Regions from separate parts of the Anser cygnoides genome. Here region 2 is linked to region 1. The links are chromatin contacts, called in public Hi-C maps. All regions are on one chromosome and are shown on one strand. Each heading gives the region's core, a stretch centred on a gene start, on an enhancer-like site or on the middle of the called end of the contact. The rest is flanking DNA. Distances are from core to core; before and after follow the strand shown. Region 1 overlaps SRPK2 (SRSF protein kinase 2). Region 2 overlaps LOC125183302 (a long non-coding RNA gene).

Region 1 (2,700 bases), core at 38-2,537:
CTTTTACTGGACCTGCTCCAGTTCATCCCTCTCTTTCTCCCTCCCACATGTCTCACCAGGACGGCAGAGAGGGGAAGAATCACCTCCCTTGGCCTGCTGGCAGCGCTCGGCCTCATTGCTGGCTCCCGTTCAGCTTGCTGTCCGTCAGGTCCTTTTCTGCCAAGCTGCTTTCCAGCTGGTGGGCCCCCAGCCTTTACCGGTGCCTAGGGCTGTTCCCACCCAGGTGCAGGACTCGGCCTTTCCCTGGGTTGAACTGCACGAGGTACATTTCTCCAGGCAGCACAGCCAGCCGGGGCACCAGGCACTGCTCCCGGAGTTGTTTTGTCTGCAAACTCACTGCGGGTGCACTTTGTTCCATCACCCTGGTCACCAACAAAGATGTTAAACAGTCCTGGCCCCAGGAAAGGGCGACCGCTGGAGTACTGGGTGGTGACTGGCCTCCAGCTGGACACCGTGACACTGCTCACAGCCCTGTAAGCCCAACAGTTCAGCCAGATCTCACTCCTCCTCACCTGGCCCATACTTCATCAGTTTGTCTATCAGGATGTTATGGCAAACGGTATCACAAGTCTAGCAAATGCCAAGATAAACAAGAGACACCAGTAGTGTTTTATCATTGTTAAATACAATTTAAGCCCCTAACATTTCCGTCTTTCCAATTGGACCATTTTTTTTCCTATGTCTGAATAAATCCTATTATTCCACTTGTTAACTCTGTTATAAGCTAACATACCTAGATTATTATAAAACCTTTGTCAAAGAAAAAAAAACATATATACAGAAGTACATGAAGTATTACCGTATTTTCACGTCTGTAACTTTCACTTCACATAATCCCTATCTCCTTCGATGTATCGGTACTTAGAAATAAACTTTAAAAAAGCACAAAATCAAACACGGGATAACAAAGCAAACAGCCTGCAGAGGACTGGGAGCAGATGGTATCTGAATACAAGGAGTGGACAACAAGAACAAGGCCTGAGGCAGGGAGCGAAGGGAAAGCTCTGAGATAAAACTCCACTGCAAACGAATCTCAGATTTCTTCTTACAGGCAACGACATACGCATGAACTGCTGGTCATGGACAAAACAGCTATGTCTTAGAAGAGGCTGAGGGAGGCAGGAAGCTGTGCGAGTCACAGAAGCCTCCAGGAGCCAAGGAAGGAAATGCATGCCTGCGTGTCAGTCAGATCCAGCCGACTCACAAAGGCTTGGTCCAACCGAGCAGGCTGCCCAAGCATCATGTGGTAACCTACAGCCAGCCTGCCTGTACAAGAAAAAGCGGTGATTTAGAAGAAAAACAAACAAACGCGCACAGAATGGGTTAGATCTAAAGAATCTTGCTCCGGAGAAGCCCAGGGAAGAGCTGGCAGAAGCCTGGGAAGTGGCAAACAGAGATCCTAAAGCAGCTCCCACCTGTCCACGGGAAAGGCCTGGGCAGAGCTATTTGCAGTAAAGGGCAGGAGTCTTGAGATGCCATGCAACGTGACCTGTGAGGAAACCGCAGAGTCCAGCGAGCAAATAATGGTATTACAGGCTGCATAGAGGCTTCTTTGGAAAGTTATATTTTAAGTCTGCCATTGTTATCCGAAAAAATTGATGGCTGTGATCACGCTACGCTCTAAATAATTCTGCACTTGGCTGCGATCAGGGCGGAAGGTTGGGCTGAATACCTTTCTTTTTGGTCCAAGTAGAAAAGCAACATCAGCTCTTTTATGTAACAGCTGTAAATAAACTGAAAAACACCGTCCAAAGCACTGACGCATCACATCCAGGCAGACTGTAAGGTGTGTGCATTAAAGAATTTTCTAAATATCAATTATGAAATTAAAGGAGTTGGGAAAAACTGCTCGCAGTTACAGATGCCTCTGTGTAGCAGGCAGAAAAAAACACAGTAAAAATACTCTGCCTGTGTGATCTCAGGAAGGAGAGTCGTGTGGTTTTTTCATTTAGTATTTCTTTTTTTCCCCCCCCCCCCCCCCCCCCAAGTACAGCACTTGCTAGACAGGCAGACTTGAAAACATCAGCAAAATAGCTGCCTGTTGCACTTTGTTTCTACTCTGCTCAAGCAAACAGAGCTCTGTTTACATTCTTTGTAAATAAACAGGGCTGTGCACACACAAAAATCTCACAACCCTCAAATCACATAATCTATTTTTCTTCCTGAGAGAAGCAACTTGGCAAAGCCTCAAGTACTAGCTAGCTTTTGGGCTCTTATATTAGAAAAAATACATGCCAGGTTTTCTGAATACAGATGTCAGATAGCCAAATATTGGCTAATGTGTGGTGTGGGTCTGTTTTTGTTGGTTTTTTGGTTTTTTTTTTTTGCCTGTTCAGCTACCCTGTAATGGAATTGGGCAATCTGCAGGTCTTGCAGGTCAAATTAACAATAGCCTTCCTGTCCACCTTAGAGACACCACTCCTCTTCTAAACAAGGATATGCGTTTGTTTGTTTTTCAGCTGGCACAAGAAATAATTTTTAATTGTTACTATCAGATAGCTCTTTTCTTTTCTGGACCAGGAGGAGCAGAGGCAGGATGGCCAGTCTGAGCTGGATTATGCCCCAGAACACCTTACCTATTATTATATAACTCTGCACTACCTTACCTCAAGTGGGTTTTGCAACAAGCACAGAAGACAAGTTTGGTGGAGTAAGTAGCACTACTTGCTTGTGGTCATTGCTGAGCTTTGTCTTCATTAG
Region 2 (2,700 bases), core at 140-2,639, 590 kb after region 1:
ACCGCAGGACCTGGGGCAGCAAGATTCACGTCTCAGGATAACCAGCCTTCAAATGGTTATCGGGCTTTGTGGTTCCACATGTGGATCACAGAAAGTCAGGTTTTCTATATACCTTCCTAAGAGCTCCATCTCACTGTTAGGTCTTATCTTTGGAAGCAGATGTATGTCTTTCAGCTGGGGGCTGGATTGCTAGCCTTCCAGATATGCTGCCAGGCCTCTTGCCTTGGTTTTTGGAAGAGGTGATTTTCAGGTTCATAAGGCTAACCTCATTTCAGGTTATGATTATGCCTTTATTCAGCACATGAATATTTATTTCTTAACATGCAATGCATAACCCGTACTGAGGTTTTTGCTAGTTCTTCAGGGAGTAAAAGTTCAATCACTTTACTGCCCAGAGTAATGTGAAGGTGACATGACTTGAAAATGCTGCCACACAGATGTATGAATGCCACAGGATCCCCTGAAGTTTCTGAAGGTACTGAGATACTTGTCTGCTTCTGCATAGTCACTGTGGATCCACCACAGTCTGGCAGCTTTGGCTGAGTCCTGAGGCTCCCTCCACAACAGGCCGCTCAGGTGTCTCTGCCCTTTTTTGCCACTGCTCAAGATTCCTCACAAGTTAAGTGTTGTGCATGGATATTTGAGTGCATCTGCCTAGAACCAGCTTGGATCAAGACAGACCTTCCTGAGCCGGAGCTTGCTGGACCTGATGTCTCTCCATGAGTAAAGTTTCCTGTGCTGCACGTCTGAGTCTTCCTGATTTTGTAGTGTGGTTCAGATATACAGTGAATGGAGCTAGCTCGGTCAGTAAAGCTTACTCATCACATCCCAGATCACGTAAAAACGGCGCAGCCACTTCCAGATCTGAAACGACACTGAACGCTGTTTAACCTTGTTTGTGCAGCGCTGTACCTGAGCCGATGAACTTTGTATTAATAACCTCTGAGCTATACCGAGTCTGTCTATGGCACAATGTGCACCTGAAATCACCCTCCACAGCTAGTTAAATGTTATCTGTGGACTGTGGGAGGAAGGAAGGTAGCTGTCATGAATATTAGACTGGATCACCTGTGCTTTGCCGACACGTCAAGGTTCCCAAACATCCGAACAGCTCAGTTTCTTTTTCTTTTAAATCAAGTAAGCACAGAGTATTTTCTTTGCCTCCCAAACCAAATTTCCTCCACTTCATTAGAGTGCCCTGAGGCTCAGCTCGGGCAAATAGAGTTCATGTTAATTAATGCGTCTGGCTTTTACAGGAAGAAGAGTGAACTATTTCCAGTAAATTTATTTCAGGATTCAGAAATACTTCTAAACAGTTTCTTCAGCATTGTTTGGCCGATGGAGAATTTGTGCTGTTATGGTACAGTGTGAAGATTTTACAGTCATTTCTGTAGAATAACATTTGTAATTTAATCACTTTTTACTGCTCTGGAGTAAAACAATAAATTGTAAGTCCTCTGGAGCTGAGACCACTTCTAGTTCTGTGTTTGTTTGTTGCCTAATGTGGTGAGGACTGATTCAAACGAGAGCCTCTGCATTTCCACAATAGCAGCAACTGCAGTGTCCATGGAGTGTGACTGAGTTTTGTACGGTTTGGAGGGACAAGAGACCTCAAACAAAGCTATTCTTTTGTTGTGTATTTGAAAGAACCATTTTCAAAGAGAGTGAGCTGTCCAGTTGTGTGTCCAGGTAAGAATACATGGTTGACAACACCCAATGCGCCGTTGTGTTAGCAAAACATGCAAAGTTCAGCCGCTCTGCCACAGATATATCTGACCGCCAAAGGACAGTTGTCAGGTTTAGAAAGCCCAGAGATGACTTCTCAGTGATCCAGGTCTCCATGCTCATTCTAGCAAGGTGAAGGTTATATTTCTCTTTATTTTAGTTCTACATACTCAGGAAAAAAAAACCTGTATTACCTTAGAAACTCTGATTCCCCAAAATTTCTGGTTTTGTTGTATTGGCAACATGGAAGATTATATGTACGTGGTGATCACCCGGTTTCTGTAACATTCACGCTGGTTTTTCAGAAACACGAGATAAATCAACACATTTGTAAAATACAGGAGACAGCCCTGACACTTACCATTGTGCTTTAACCTGTCAGTTGTAGGAGTGGCGGTTTCACAGCTGGTGACATCAACCAGTCTCCTCACATGAACTTCAGCCTTGAACTGGGGTCGTGTTAACATACTCAGACACTTTCTGCTTAGGCATGATCCCGTAACAGGCAGCACTTCTCCAGTCAGTAGTCCAAGCTACCACTGATTTCAGTGAGCTCAAGATCTTGCATACTGTTTCTTTAAAGAGAAAAAATAATGAATAATTTATTTCTGCTCTCTAGAAGAATGGTATGGAGGGCAAGCAGTACTGAGCAGAGAGTATTCTGGCAAAAAATATCACAAGGCTACAAAATTTGTTGCACTGCATGTTTAAAGAAATGTGTGATTTTTTTTTTCTTGCACCCTTTCTAAATGGGAACAAGATCTCGCTCCTACTGTTCCTGAGGAGTGCAAATATTTAGATTATAAAGGGACCAGGACTGAGCCCCAAGTGATGTCCATTTTCATAACAGCTCATCACAGGCTTTAGGATTTGGCTATGGGAAAAATTAAAGCCCTTTCACGCAGTCAGCAAGGATATTTGTACCTGTGGCTGGAGCTGAGATACTGCATACGGATGCAGGGCTGTTCTGCTAAG

What was found. Hi-C and Micro-C count contacts between places; a contact is called where the count stands out from the background.
Region 2: a contact with region 1 is called in a Hi-C map of liver, with 2.4 times the contacts expected there. The contact joins two enhancer-like sites. A contact is called at or near these places in 2 of 7 Hi-C or Micro-C datasets (both in liver).

Annotation. Positions count from the first base shown.
Region 1 is chr1:14,508,699-14,511,398 of Taihu_goose_T2T_genome, forward strand. All of the region lies in intron 2 of SRPK2 (SRSF protein kinase 2), which reads right to left. Among named protein-coding and RNA genes, the nearest start is that of SRPK2, 64 kb to the right of the region's middle. Within about 2 kb of position 1,288, at least 3 of the 3 cell types and tissues checked have open chromatin away from gene starts, as enhancers often do. A contact at or near this core is called in liver, where this site is marked.
Region 2 is chr1:15,095,067-15,097,766 of Taihu_goose_T2T_genome, forward strand. It overlaps LOC125183302 (a long non-coding RNA gene), which reads right to left. Exons shown (of 3, transcript XR_007165098.2): 3 at 1-2,300. Among named protein-coding and RNA genes, the nearest start is that of NAMPT, 4.6 kb to the left of the region's middle. Within about 2 kb of position 1,390, at least 1 of the 3 cell types and tissues checked has open chromatin away from gene starts, as enhancers often do. A contact at or near this core is called in liver, where this site is marked.